4 separate regions of the Mus musculus genome follow, and all the other regions are linked to region 4. Evidence: chromatin contacts called from public promoter capture Hi-C data. All regions are on one chromosome and are shown on one strand. Each heading gives the region's core, a stretch centred on a gene start, on an enhancer-like site or on the middle of the called end of the contact. The rest is flanking DNA. Distances are from core to core; before and after follow the strand shown. Region 1 holds the start of Rasgrp4 (RAS guanyl releasing protein 4). Region 2 holds the start of Zfp420 (zinc finger protein 420). Region 3 holds the start of Dpf1 (D4, zinc and double PHD fingers family 1). Region 4 holds the start of Zfp780b (zinc finger protein 780B).

Region 1 (3,467 bases), core at 68-2,567, 1.2 Mb after region 4:
GGGCATGGTGGCACACGCCTTTAATCCCAGCACTCAGGAGACAGAGGCAGGCGGATTTCTGAGTTCGAGGCCAGCCTGGTCTACAAAGTGAGTTCCAGGACAGCCAAGGCTATACAGAGAAACCCTGTCTTGAAAAACAAACAAACAAACAAACAAAGATGGCTTACGGCTTACCTCTATCCGTAACATTTTTTATTATAAAAAGATAACCTTGGGAGTAGAGGGGGAAGCTTGGTTAGTAGGATGCTTGCCCGGAACATACCAAGCCCTAACTTCAGTCCTCATCACTGTGTGAACCAGGCACAATTCCAGCACTCAGGTGATGGAGGTAGGTTATCCTCAGCTACTCAGCTACAAGAAGAATATGAGGTTAGTCTGATCTACATTAAAAATTAACACACACACACACACACACACACACACACACACACACACACACACACCACTACAACAAAAAGCAGTGCAGTGCAGAGTCAATATCAAGATGAAAACCAAGAGGCTGCCCTGCTCTTGCAGAAGACCTGAGTTTAGTTCCCAGTACCTGTGCTCTGTGTGTGACTCAGGACTACCTGGAACCCCCGCTCCAGGGGGATCTGATGTTTCTAGCCTCCCCAAGAGCACCAAACACACCCACATAAAGACCCACACATACACATGATTCCAAGTAAAAATAAAATACAGCAAAAGGGGAATATGCCTTTAGAAAATAATAAGGAAATAAAACTCCCCAAACCTTAGAGAAGTATATGGTGCACAGTAGGTGCTACATAAAGGATTTTACAATGAGGGTAATAAAGTGAAAATGTTTTCCAGGTATAAACGGTGTCCTTCAAACCAGCCCTGCTGTTCACACCTGTAATCCCAGCATATGGGAGGATGAATCCTGCTTCGTTCTCATTCGGGAGGTTTGCTGCTGCTGTAAGGCCAGCCTGAGCTGTGAGCTTCAGGAGAATCTAACTTGAGAGAAGGAAGGGGGCGGGGTGGGGGGGAGAGGGAGGGAAAGAGGGGAGAGATAGAAAAGCAAAGAGAAATGCAGACTTTTCTTTTGAGCCTGTTTTTACACACTTTTTAAAACTGTGTGTGTGTGTGTGTGTGTGTGTGTGTGTGTGTGTGTGTGTGTGTGTGTGTGTGTGCGTGTGTGCGTGCGTGACAGAGACGGGGGAGAAAGGAAGATGGAGCGATAGATAGCGAACCCGCTGAGGGGTAGGCAGCACCGGAAACCTCAGCAGGCAGGGATCCCCCGTGAGGGGGAGGGGAGCCTTTGGTCTCTCCCCAGCCTCTTCCTTCCCCCTGGCCTAGGGGTGGGTGGGGAGGGGCAGTTCCTCTTTCCTTCCTAAACTCGGTGGACGCTCCAGCTCCCCGGAGCCTGACAATCTGGTTAGGGAAGGAACCTGATCACACTCCTGTCAGGAGCCCCCACCCCACCCCCCCGACCCTCCCCATCCCCTCCAAGAAACATGAACCGGAAAGACATCAAAAGGTAAGAGGACCCTTCCCAAGGAGACCTGGGAGAGCCAAAGTCCTGGCGCCGCTGGCTGTGGGGAGTGGGAGAGGGGTCTTGGGACTCCTCCAAGACCCGCTCTAGTGGAGTCCAAGAATGAGATGCTTCAGGGAGCTGAGCACCTGAGCCTGCGTTACTGCTGCTGTCTCTCCCTGGAGTTTGAGCTGACCTATGTCTCTCCATCCTAGCTCCCTCAGCTGGCTGCCCCTGTCTTCCCCGGGGTCTTCTCTGTTCCCTATTATGGTCACTGCCCCCCACCCTCACCCCGGACTGGAAACTCCAGGCTCCTGCAGGACCGGGTCCCAGGAGAGAGGTTCATGACGTAGGTCTAGGCAGCTTCCCTGACTCTTAAACCACTCCTGGCTGCTCCAGACACTCCCGGGGGCTGCCGGTCTGCAGGTAAGGGGGCAGCAGGATCTCAAACGGATTTCTGTCTCCTGGCATTGCTTGCCCACCTGACCCCTTAAGGAGGGATGGTGCTGGGTCCCCAACCTGGATAGCTCGCTTCCCTGGCATGACCTGATGAGCAAAGGGATTCAGTATAGTGAGAGGATCCTTGCTATCTCATCCTCTGCCCGAGTGGCCTTAGGTAAGTTACTCCAGTACTCTTTCTCAGTTCCCGCTTCTGTCAGAGTTACCTTGGCTACCACTCCAGAGGGTCTTTAATTGCACAGCCACTTAGAGGGCTTGAAAAGCACAGGCCGTTGGACTCACCCGGAAAGTTTTAGATTCTGTGAGACTGTGGGTGGGCTAGCCTCAGATGCTGTGCTTAGGTGGAACGCACAGGAAGATAATCTTTTGGTTCTTGGTGTGGGCACCTAAACAAACAAACAAAAAAAAAAAAAACAAGAAACAAACAAAAAACACAAGACCCTGATCTTTTACAGAGTGCTCAGCCTGCGTTCTAGTCGATGCTGTGCAACAGGTGTGCACTTTATTTAACATTTAACAGCCCCTTTGATGCTGCTGCAGGAGACAAGGCAGATTTTATTGTAGGATGTCCCTGTTTGTGATTTCACACCCATGCCATGCGGAAAGGCAGGCTAACTCCTTCTGTCTTGTTTTGTTTTGTTTGTTTTTGTTTTTGAGGTGGTGTTTTGTTTTTGTCTTTGTGTTGAGAGTTTTGCTCTGAAGCCCAAGCTGGCCTTAAACGTGCAATCCCCCTGCCTCCGTTTCCCAGGCAGCTAGGATTACAAGAGAGCATCACAACGTGCAGCTTTCTTTTCCTATCTGGAGGTCAGCTGCCCCATCAGCCGGGTCCCTTTGAGGATCCAGATGTTCTAACATCTGGGGGAAATCCAAGGATGAGTCTACCTTTTCCTATGAAGAAAGCAAGGGCCAGAAGGACATTGGGTCACTTATTAAAAGGCACACAGCCATCAGAAATTTCTGGAACCCAGTTCTGGATGAGTCTGAAGACTAGCCTCGAATCCTTTCCTCTGGCCCTCCCTTCTTCCCACCACCCCTTTTTCCTCACCTGGGGCAGGCACCGAGGGAGGCATATGACAGGAAAGGTTATTTTTAAACTTTCCTTGAAGCTGCTGTGGCCCCAGGGATCCTGCCTAGCTCTCAGGAGCCTGTGAGAAGGCTCTGGTCTACTTCCTCTCCTGGCTCAAAAAATGTGGGGAGCAGGCTAGAGGCTAAGACTCTTGGGTGTTCGAAAACTAGCTTGGATGAGGGGTATTCTGCCTTGCAGGAATGAATGGGGTGGTGGGGTAGATTCCAAGAGGCCTGACCACATAGGTCATCTCCATTACTGGGACACAGAAGTATCACTTCTATGGAATTGGATTGGGGGGGGAACATTCTGGCTTTGGAAGAAACCTGAAGACCAACTCGTGAGACACCTTGGGAAGTCGTCAGGGGTTGGACCTCGGGTCCTAGGATAAACCCTGGGGGTCTACTTACTGCAAAATTATGATGCTTTGGGACTATATTGTCAAGAGGAAATTTTTGTGGCAATAAC
Region 2 (3,338 bases), core at 724-3,223, 1.9 Mb after region 4:
CCCTGCTTGTTCTCATCCTTGTCATTCCTTTCCTGGCATTAGAGTCAATTTCTTCCATATTCACCTGTGTGCCAAATTCTTATTTTGTCAAATCCTGAAAATTTTGCCATTATACACAGTCTTCTTAATGCCCACTTTGAATGTGTCTTCACTATTTATTTTTCATTACCAAGATAATGTGTAGATTTCTTCTTCTTGTAGAAAACTTGCTCCACATTCTAGGTAAAGCTGAGCTTCCCTTTGGCCTCCATTCCTGTAGCAGTTCCTTCCCGAGGTAGGCACTGCATTTGTCTTAGATACTCTCCTATTGCTGTGAGAAGACCCCATGACTAAGGCAACACAGGAAAATGAAGTGGAAAGTTCTGGTCTCTTTGTGACATGGATAGTTTTCTGGAAACTGTCTTATGGTTGTGCTGAAGCAGACATGTGGGAAGTTGTTTTGCTGAGAACAGACACGTGGTGTTTTTCTGGAAGCTACTTGGAAAGAAGGCATGTGATGTTTTGTTAGCAGATGCTTGAGAGAACATGTGATGTTTGAAAAGGGTATAAGTATAACCCAACAGACATAGGTGTTGGGTGACAGTGGGTCATCTTGCTATTCTTTGCTAGTCACCGTTTGTTGTGATTTCGTAGAGAGAAACACACCAAAGAACTTCCGGTGGCATTCCAGTGGCTTCTTGCTGCTTCTGTGGACTCTGGCCAATTTGGAAGAGCCTTGAGGTTTCTTCTGGATGGACGCAAGCCACTGCTATGGCTGATTCGTGAATATTGCTTACAAGTGAGTCGAGCTACCACTGCTGATTCCTGTGAATTGAACTGCCTGCTGCTATCCTGACAACAAAGACTGGGATTGCCCCAAAGAACTATTTCTAAACAGCCCACATCCTCCTCTGCCCTATTAACCTTTCCTTTCCACTGCCTCTGGTGGGTGGTAGGCTAGAAGGGAGGTTAAAGCATTTAAGCACACTTAAGTTGGTTTTGAAAAATACAAGCTTACTGGAAAAAAAAATATATATATATATATGAATGAGAGAGACAGAGTCTTTCTGTGTAACCCTGAGTATCCTAGACTTTGTTCTATAGACCAGACTGGCCTCAAATTCAGAGATTCACCTAACTCTGCCTCTGGGAGGAAAAAATACTTTTGTTTTTTCAAGACAGAGTTTCTCTGTATTGCCCTGGCTCTCCTAGAACTTGCTCTGTAGACCAGACTGGCCTTGAATTTAGAGATCTGCTGGCCTCTGCCTCCCAAGTGTTAGGATCAAAGGAGTGTGTCAGCCCTGCCTGGCTGAAAAAAAGAAAAAAACACTTTTAATTAGAGGCTTGCAGACAGTTTCAGAGGGTGAGTCTGTGGTCAACATGGTAGGAAATATGGCATCAGGCAGGCTCTGCCCTAGAGCAAGTAGGTGAGAACTCACATCTGATTCTAAGGCCTCACTTGGGCTTGAACCCTCAAAGCCCACCTACAGAGGTACACCCCTGCAACAAGGCCACATCTCCTAACTGAGAACCAACATCCAAATATATGAGCCTGTGGGGGCCATTCTCCTTCAAACCAATGAAGTGGAAACTTAAGGGTTCTTTGAAAGTCGTTTGGAAGTGGATACAGGTGAAAGATAACACAGATCATCATGAGCAACTAGTCAATTATTCCAGAAATATGTAGTGACCCTTCACAAACAAACTACAGTGGCTGAATCTCTGTTGAGCAACCCCACATGTGGTATAAAATCTCATTACCACAGGTATAAATCACCTCACAAATATTGCGATTGGGGGGAGAGAGGGAGGAAAGAGGAGCGGTTTGGAAGGAGAGAGGGGGAAGGGAGGGGAGAGGTGGAAGGGAAAGAGGGAGGGGTGAGAGAGAAGGTGGAGGGGAGGGAGGGGGGGGCAGGCATTGGCCCCAGCCATTGGACTACATTTCCCAGAGCCACCGGGAGCAGAACGCCGTTTCCGTTTCCTGGCGAGAGTTCGGGGTACTTGCGTCACGAGAGGGTTGTGTCTGGAGGATCTCCTAAGCATCCCATAGAGCAGGCTGCCTGTAGTGGAGCCCGGCGCAGGAGGCGGGACCCTGAGCTTCCCTCGGAGGTGAGCGTGCTGAGGAACGTCTGGAGGACGTGTCTGTGGCATTAGGTGGCGGTGTCTCCCGTGTATACGCCACAAGCCTGTGCTTTTGGAGCCTGTTGCGACCCTTGGTTTGTGGTTGGCGTGCTGTGTGTGAATGAGTTGTGACACACAAGGGTGTGTGTGATTGTTGCTTATCTCACTAGAGATGTTTCTGGGACTGATGGTGTCGGCCCACGTGTATGGTGGAGAAACGGTGCTGTTATAGCGAGGTATTTAGATGTTTATGTCACTCTGAGGTTGTTGATGTACCTGGTATCCTGTGCATAACTGGCTTGCCTCGGAAGACATGTGTGATAGTGTCACTGAGATTACGATTGCTTGTTTCCGTCGCCTGTGACTTTTATAGTGTTCTCCCATTTGGGTGACTGTGTGAGTGCGTGTGTATGAATGTATGCGTGTGTGTTTATGTGTGTACGTGTGTGTATGTGTGTGACTGTAGGATGCTGTGTGCTGTACTCATGATTGTAAAGAAAGTAGAAGTTCACCCTTGTAAAAGAATGTCGCTGACAGTATTTGTCCCTGACAGAATGTTTGGTTATTGTACATGCTTGGGTCCTATATACGAGTTAGTGCTCCAACGGTGTAGCTCTGACAGTGTAAATTGTGACACTAGCAATGTGACTGTGGAAATTTTCTTGTTTCTACCTGTGATCCTTCCCTGATGTGGTAGGGTACAACGGTGAAATTTTGTTGGAATTCATGGGGGGTCCCCACCATGAATCTACCAAAGGATCCTGAGTTGCTTGTGACTTTGTCTCTCCCCAATTACTCCCAGAATGTAAAGACTTAACCCCTCTGTGGGGACGGAGGAAGAGGTTGTCTCTAATTCAGAGTATATGGCAAGAACAACATAGCATCTCATTTAACTTTTTTATTCTCAAAGTACAACACAGAAGAGGAAAAATGGCCATTGTCCATCTAGAAGGGAAGTTTGAGGTAAGCAGATATTTGTCTCCTCAACAGCCTTTATCATGTCAGAAAACGATCTTTGTTTTACTTTATTGTTGTTTTTGTGACTGTCTCCTACCCAAGTCTTCTCTTATAATGGAGGAACAAGGCAATTTATTTATTCCTATTTACTTATTTTTGAGGCAGGTCTCTGCCTGGTTTGAACCTCTTTATGTAGTACACACTGGCCTTGAAATCATAAAGACCCATCGTCCTCTTCCTTCCAAGTTCTGGGTTAAAGGCATGCATTAACTCAATGGCAT
Region 3 (3,694 bases), core at 938-3,437, 1.3 Mb after region 4:
CTGCCTGGATTCACACTTGGCTTGAAGCCCGCTCTGGGCCTCAGTGTTACTGTGTGTGGGTTGGGCAGCAGAGCAGTTTGCATTTCCTGAAGGGGTCCGCAGCAAGGCTCGAGGAGACTGTTGAATTAGTCGTTATGGACAGCTCAAGCTGGCCTCAGACACTAAGTCAAGGAGGCTGGCCTGGAGTTTCTGACCTCCCCTTGGCACCTGTGAGGTGCTGGGATTACAAGTGTGTGCCAGCACGCTCTGCTCCATCTTTTAGTCTTGTGGGTTTTTGTTTGTTTTGTTCTGTTTTCAAGACAGAGTCTTAAAAACTCTCTAGGCACAGGCTGTGGTCGAATGCTAGGGTGACATACCCGAGCCATAGGACCTCACTAAAAATCCTGTCTCTGTCAAGCACTCTCTCTGCACAGAGCCCGACTCAAAGTATTGATGTAAATAGCGAGTAATTAGCATTATCACACAGGGCACTGGGCTCCTGGGCAGGAGCGTTGCTTGGGCAACTGAGGACTGGGAGGGCCAAGTTCTGAGGAGAGCATTCTAGGAAGGGTCTGTGACAGTGATGGGAAAGGAAAGAGAGCCGGGGCCTTTCCTGGTAGTAGCCTGGGCTTCAGAGGTGACAGGATCTGAGTGTAAGGGCTGAGGTAGAGCTGCGAAATCAAGTTGGTGTGCTGGGAATCTGGAGGGTGGCAGAGGATTGTGACAAGGACCCTCTGAGCTCAATACTGGGTCTGGAGACTGGACGTATCATGGCATGGTCTGGAGATGATACTATGTGAGGGGTACCCACACCCCTTATTTATTCCTGGGCAGGACGTAAATCAGACACCCTGCAGTGCCGGGGGACGCCTGAGATGGGTGGGTGGGTGGGTGGATGGGGACATTTGTGGAAGGGAGCTATAGCAGTCTAGAGGTGTATTGTGTGTGTGAAGTGCGGGAAACCTTGAGACTTATGATGGGTGGACCGCCCCCTGCTGGACAAGAATTTTTTTTGTATTAACACTTGATATGCTAATTTATGCTGCCACTCTAATCAGAATGCTAAGTTATTCCCCAGAGGTGGGGCTGAGTGTGAGTCGTGTGTGTGTGTGTGTGTGTGTGTGTGTGTGTGTGTGATATTCAGTAGGTCAGCTCATTCTCTGGGGATCTCTTAGGGTAGAGTGTGGGAGAGAAAAGGAGGCAAGGAGGATCCTGTAGGGACGTGTGCAGGCACACGAATTCTATATCCAGACAGCAGCCAGGGGCTGAGAACAGGTAAGGTTTCCTCCCAGGATCTCAAAGCCCTTCTCTAGAAAATGAGGATAGTCCGGTTTAACCTGGAGAGAGCTGTGTTAAGCACATAGTGAGTGTTAAGTATTCACTCAACAAATATTTGTTGAACACCTGCTAAGGCAGGCTATTTATTCTTCCTAATAACAGTGCAACCACTTTATGCCTTGGTACATATCAGATCCTCTTTGTAGATATCTTCTCGGTGGAATAAATGAATTTATAGGTATCTGCCAGGTACTAATTCCAGCACTTGCCTGGTATGGCGTCACACACTAATTTCAGCACTTGGAGAGACAGGAAAAATGGCCAGTTTGGGCTGAACAGCAAGATGCTGTCCCTAAAACAGTCACTTACCCTGTTGCTATTGTAATCTTCAGTCCGTTGAGACAGGCCCAGAACGCTTAGCTTAAGTCATGCGCACCAAGTCCCACAAGCGAGGATTTGAGGCCAGGAAGAAGGAAGGCAGTTCTGTAGTCCTTCGTAGGAGTGGACTGGGGTGGCCGCGAGAGTCATCTCTCAGTCACGATGGGTTCTCTACAGCTTGGAGTGCTAGGTGGCGTTTGGCGTGCTGGTGACACAGCTGGGTGGGCACCTGCGAGGTCCCCGCGCGCCTGTGGCCGGTTGTGCGTGAAGGTGGGGTGAATGGAAGTCTGCGAGTGTAGTGTGACTATGTGTAAGCTGCCATGTGCGCGTGTGTGCGTGCATGCGTCTGTGCACGTGGGGCTGGAAGTGCGTGTGAGTGAGCGTGTGTGAACGACTGCGAGATCCTCCATCCCTCCCCCACCCCACCCCCTGGGTCGGAGGACCCGCTAGGGACTACCACTCCCGGCATGGCCTGGGCGGCCCGCCCTGCCATCCTGATTGGCTGAGATCCTCGTGCTCCCGCCCCCTGGGAATGAATGGATGGGCGGCCTCAGCGCCCGCCCGACCGCTGGGAGGACCGACCCGGCAGGGACCTGCTGGGGGCAGGACCCGGGGAGCAAGATGGCCACGGTCATCCCCAGCCCCCTGAGGTGGTGCGGGTGGGCGCGAGGCGGGGGAGTCGGCGCGGGCGGGTCTGTGCGGCCGCGCGCGCGCGTGTGTATGTGTGTGGCCGCTGGGGGTGGGGCTGGTGGGGTGTCAGGGGGCTGTCACCGCGTGCGGGGGTGCGAGTGTATGTGACTGAGGGTGTTTAGCAAGAATGATGTCCGACGCGTTGCTCCAGGACTGGGAGAGGGCGTGGGGGAGGGGTCTCCAAGGATTTTTAGGGGAAAGGGGTCATGTCCCCTCCCAGGGATGCCAGGGTTTGAGAGAGGGTACATGGTCTAGGGAAGCTGGGGCCTGGGTACACTCGAATCCACGCTACCTTTGTCTTGGGGTGTGGAGTGTGTTGAGCGACTTATACATTGCTTTTTGCTTTGTAGCTGAATGTGTGGGTATGTATAGGGTTTCTTTTATTCTGCACTACCTATCTGAGTATTTGGGTCTCGAAGTGTGTGCACATGTCTGGCGAATCTGCACCATTTATGTTCTGTGTCTTTGGATATGGACGTGTGAGGATAGGTCTAAATTTTTGTGTGAACATGAGCAGACCTGACTGCCCCTCTGTTTCCAAGGCGTGTACCTGTGTATTTGGGGATGCATTTTAAATTTGGGGTTTCTGTGTATGTGTACCCTTGAAAATCTCAGTGATGTCTTTGTATTGTGTGTTTGGCTGGAGTGTCTTTGGATGGATATGTAAGCGCATATGTAAATGTTTATAGGGTCCCTATCTTTTGACATTGTGTGACTGTTGGGATGAGTGTTGTGTGGTGTGTTTCCATGTTGTGGGTCTTTGTGGATAAGCTGTCTCTGGAACCATCTGGGTCTCTGGATACATGACATTCATAGGTAGTTCTATGGCTTTTTTTGATTTGGATTATTTGTGTTCTGCAAGAGATGTGTGTCTGTGTGACAGAGAGAATTTGTTTGCTACTCCTTTGTGAAGATTGGGATACGTTTCTCTTTGTGTGTGAATCCCGTGTGGCCATGTGCGATTTGTTTGTATTGGGTGTTTGGCTACGTTCATGTGTGGATGGGTCCCGGTATGTTTTGGTTTGTTTTTATATTGTCTGTGAACACTTCTTAACCCGAGACATAATCAAGTTTTAGGTAGCTGCTTCCCTGCCAGCACCCTGCCCCGCCCCCGGATCCAGAGGGGTGGGAGAAGATGGGGGAGGTGAAGGTGGACCTGGCCGGCTTGCCCTTTGCGGAGCAGTGGGAACGGGCAGCCGCGGGAGGGTGCTGGGCCTCCCTGCACTAGCCCTTGCTGACAGCCGCCCGCCCGCTGCTCGCCCGCCCCCACAGCCTTGGCGAGGACTTCTACCGGGAGGCCATCGAGCACTGTCGCAGCTACAACGCGCGCCTGTGTGCCGAGCGCAGCCTGCGCCTGCCTTTCCTCGAC
Region 4 (3,689 bases), core at 727-3,226:
GCTCGTCCTGTGGATCAAGCTGCTACGCAAGTCACAGGGATCTCCTGCTTCTGCCTCCCAAATTCCAAGATTGAAGCCTAGCTTTTCTTTTTGAGCCGCTTTCTTAAACATCCACCAGCAATCGCATTGTTTCTCACACTCCCTTGTCCTGCAGAACACTGAGGGGAATGAACCCAAGATGGCCTCACAGAGAACAACTAAAGCACACCAGGCCCTTAGGATATGGTGGCACTGCACTAACAGGCTTCACCACAGGCATCCTAAGGTTCCTGACAGGCCTGGAGAGCCTGAGGGAACAGAACCAAGACTCCAACCCGATACCACAGATCCACACCCACTATCAGCCATGGCATTGCTCATCTGGACCTGGCCAACATTACCCATTACACACACACACACACACACACACACACACACACACACACACACAGAGTCAGAAAATCACTAGCTCTCAAAGATGCCAAATTCAGTGCTATCACTTTTCCACTCCCAAAGTTCTCAAGAGTGAACAGAAATCGTCTACCACCTACATTTTCCCCTGTACAGAACACCTATTAAACACATCCCATCTAACCTTAAGTGAATGAGACTCAAACTACCATATTTATTTATTAGGTTCTGTGCAATTACTGCGGGATGACCCTAATCTATATCTCTAAATGACAGTCTGGCGACTGGCTCGACTGCACTTCCCAAATCCTTGCTGTTTCAAACTTCCAGGGCTACTTCTGCTCCAGCCGTCTGGTGTCCCCGGGAGGCATATCACTCTGTCAGGAACGGTTGGTCCAGCTCTTGGAGACCTCCTGTTCTCTAGTCTTTTCCTCCCCTGTGCTCTGCCTCTGTTCTCTCTCCTCCCCTGGTGGTGCCTACTTGAGACCCACAGCTCAGTTACTCAAACTCTACCTCTCTCTATTCCTCTCAGGAACTGGCTGTGGCTAGTTTTATTTAAACTCAGGTTTTAAGCTGGGGAGCAAAGTTCACATAGCATCACTTGGAGTATGTGAGGATCTGCTCATGGCGAAGGGTGGGGGGGGGGGGACACCAGATCTTGGGAGCCAGTATTTAGCATTAAATACAAGCAGCACCAGCACCCCTGAAGTCCCCCTGCTTTGAAAGGAAGGTCTATAAAGATCAAAGTCCATCTGCTATGTGATGCCATGGATAGGAATTGGTTTGAGTTTGAGATTCCTAAGGTTAACCTCTGGAGATTCTTATCTATAAAGTCTAGGGGAAAGGTCTGATTATTGAGAGATATCAAGGATCACTGAAACAATAGTGAGAATACTAATTGGGAGGAGAACGAACAATGTAAGAGCCACAAAGTTGGAGCTATCAGTTTGTCTGTTACTCCTTCATTTACTGACAATTCTATAGTCTAAACCTAAAGCCTCGTTTCTCACACGGAGAGAAAGCACAAACTTCGCCCTTGAGTCTTAGCTGAGTAGCAATAAAGATCTCATGCTTCTCTAGCCCTCCTTTGGAATAATGGCCGAAATGGGGAGCCTGTGGGGAGCCCAAGGAAGCCTGAGATCCCAAACTAGATCTGAGAGCATCCTCAATGAGCACTTTCCCTCCCTTCCCGCAACACTCGCATTGCTACAGCTCAGGGAAACCTAGGGATCTTATCCCCCTAGGGGCCCCTCGGAGGCACTTCCGGCCTCAGCTACTCATGTACCTCAAAGGAAGCTTCCCTTCAGACTCTGCACCTGATCTTTCCTTGCTTCAGCCCCTGTGCCTGCAAGAGAAAGCAGGAGCAGAAAGCTACAAGCATAGTGACACAGGAGATGCAGAGTGCTCAAGGTGCGTATACATACAGAGAAACAGACACACACATCACCGCCCCTACACACTCACACAAATATCAACATCCATCCCACACCCACACCCAGCATGCTGGCTCCGATCTTACTCTGTGAGGACGTAGGCCATAGAGCGATTTCTTCCACCTACGAGAAAAACCTGACTTTTCAAGGGAGCGATACACGACACCGGAATTCGATCCGTTACTTCCGGTGCGGTGGACCCTGGGAAATGTAGTCCTTGCGGCGGAACTCCGGGAAGCCCAGAGCTCAGAGGTTCAGGGCGATCCGAGCTTGCTACTGGGACCAGCCCACCTGGGAGCTGCGCCTGGTGGTGTCAGGGGTTTTTCCAAAAAGGCACAGCCTTTAAAAGCTCCCGTGTGGTGCTCAAAAGGTACTTCCGCTTCTGCGCGCCACTGATTTTTCTCTTCCCTGGAGCGGACTGACAAGCAGAACAGGAAGTAAGATCAGAATGGGATATAAGTGACTTGAGTCCCACTGAGTGGGATTCCACCTCGCTGTGACCTGGTAGGGACTATGGTAAATTTGGAAAGACTAAACTAAAGAATTGTTGGTGTTAAACGTGGATAGTTTACATCAGCGATTTCAGACAGCCAGGTGTTCTGGACCCTCCCTGAGTTCAGGGTCCCTGTTACCTAGATAGAAAACGGTGAGTGAGGAACACATCAGAAAGTTTCAACTGAGTCGTGTCCGTTAGACAGTAATTTACCTCACGTTGAAGGATGAAAACAAGGAGGATTTGAAAACAAGTCAGACTCAACCGAGTATCAACTACAGAAAATATGTTAAAGTTCAGTACTCTAGAAGATTACGAGTGACCGTAATGAAGACTCAGGTTGATTTGATAATCGAGACAGACTGGGGACACAACATTGCCAGTGTAAATAAAGAGGCCAAGTCATCAAGTATAATAAACATGGCTGCGCGTGGTAAGACATGCCTTTTATCCCAGCAAAGGGGAGGCACAGCTCACTGCATGTGTGTGAGACTGAAGCCAGCTACAAGTATAGAGTGAAACCCTCCCTAAAAACTAAAATAAACTAAAAGTACTAATAGCGCAGCTTCAGGCACGAAGCAGGGGGAAAGCCTGGTAAGTAATAAGGTAGTAATAAGAATGACAGCCAGAAAATGGCCTAGTTGGCCGTCATTGGGAAGAGAGACCCCTTGGTCTTGCAAAGTTTATATGCCCCAGTACAGGGGAACGCCAGGGCCAAGAAGTGGGAGTGAGTGGGTAGGGGAGCAGGGCAGGGGGGAGGGTATAGGGAACTTTCAGGATAGCATTTGAAATGTAAATAAAGAAAATATCTAATAAATAAGAAAAGAAGCAGGGGGTGGGGGTGGGGGGAGATCAAATTGTGAGGGCTGGAGGGATGGCTCAGTGGTTAACAGCACTGACTGCTCTTCTGAAGGTCCTGAGTTCAAATCCCAGCAACCACATTGTAGCTCACAACCATCCCTAATGAGATCTGACGCCCTCTTATGGTGTGTCTGAAGACATCTACAGTGTAGTTACATACAATAATAATAAATCTTTAAAAAAAAAAAAAAAAGAAAGAAAGAAAGAAAAGAAAAAAAAAGAATGACATCCAAATCCACCATCACCTCAATAATTTTCAACCTCAATAATGAATAGAACAGACAGAAAAGCAATAGGGCATAATTGAATTAGAAAACATATCAAAATGGAGACAGTTAAAATGTAATGAAATCCAGACGCTTTGAAATTACTGCTTTCATTTACACACATGTAGCAGAAATGGTCCCTAGTCTCCTTCGAAGACCATACTTGTGTACAAGGCCCATTTTTTACTCTACACACAAAAAAAATGATTTCTGTGAGCACATCTGTTGGTTAAGTTTCTCTTCAAG

Evidence for each region. Promoter capture Hi-C pulls out the DNA fragments that hold promoters and counts their contacts. Capture Hi-C pulls out chosen DNA fragments and counts their contacts.
Region 1: a contact with region 4 is called in a promoter capture Hi-C map of liver, with 6 times the contacts expected there. The contact joins the promoter of Rasgrp4 here to the promoter of Zfp780b in region 4. A contact is called at or near these places in 1 of 39 promoter capture datasets (liver) and 1 of 115 datasets of contacts at active chromatin or transcription factors (microglia).
Region 2: a promoter capture Hi-C map of liver shows a contact between it and region 4, with 5 times the contacts expected there. The contact joins the promoter of Zfp420 here to the promoter of Zfp780b in region 4. A contact is called at or near these places in 5 of 39 promoter capture datasets (the C10 cell line, hippocampal neurons, liver and 1 more), 1 of 115 datasets of contacts at active chromatin or transcription factors (bone marrow-derived macrophages) and 1 of 9 other capture datasets (liver).
Region 3: a promoter capture Hi-C map of liver shows a contact between it and region 4, with 2.7 times the contacts expected there. The contact joins the promoter of Dpf1 here to the promoter of Zfp780b in region 4. A contact is called at or near these places in 2 of 39 promoter capture datasets (both in liver) and 1 of 9 other capture datasets (pancreatic islet).

The regions. Positions count from the first base shown.
Region 1 is chr7:29,133,616-29,137,082 of GRCm38.p6, forward strand. Rasgrp4 (RAS guanyl releasing protein 4) reads left to right here and starts at 1,318. Exons shown (of 17, transcript NM_145149.4): 1 at 1,318-1,480. The coding sequence starts at 1,458.
Region 2 is chr7:29,858,006-29,861,343 of GRCm38.p6, forward strand. It overlaps Zfp420 (zinc finger protein 420), which reads left to right and starts at 1,974. Exons shown (of 4, transcript NM_172740.2): 1 at 1,974-2,088; 2 at 3,011-3,063.
Region 3 is chr7:29,305,814-29,309,507 of GRCm38.p6, forward strand. Dpf1 (D4, zinc and double PHD fingers family 1) reads left to right here and starts at 2,188. Exons shown (of 12, transcript NM_001368371.1): 1 at 2,188-2,285; 2 at 3,598-3,694. The coding sequence starts at 2,257.
Region 4 is chr7:27,977,181-27,980,869 of GRCm38.p6, forward strand. Zfp780b (zinc finger protein 780B) reads right to left here and starts at 1,977. Exons shown (of 6, transcript NM_001081021.1): 1 at 1,910-1,977.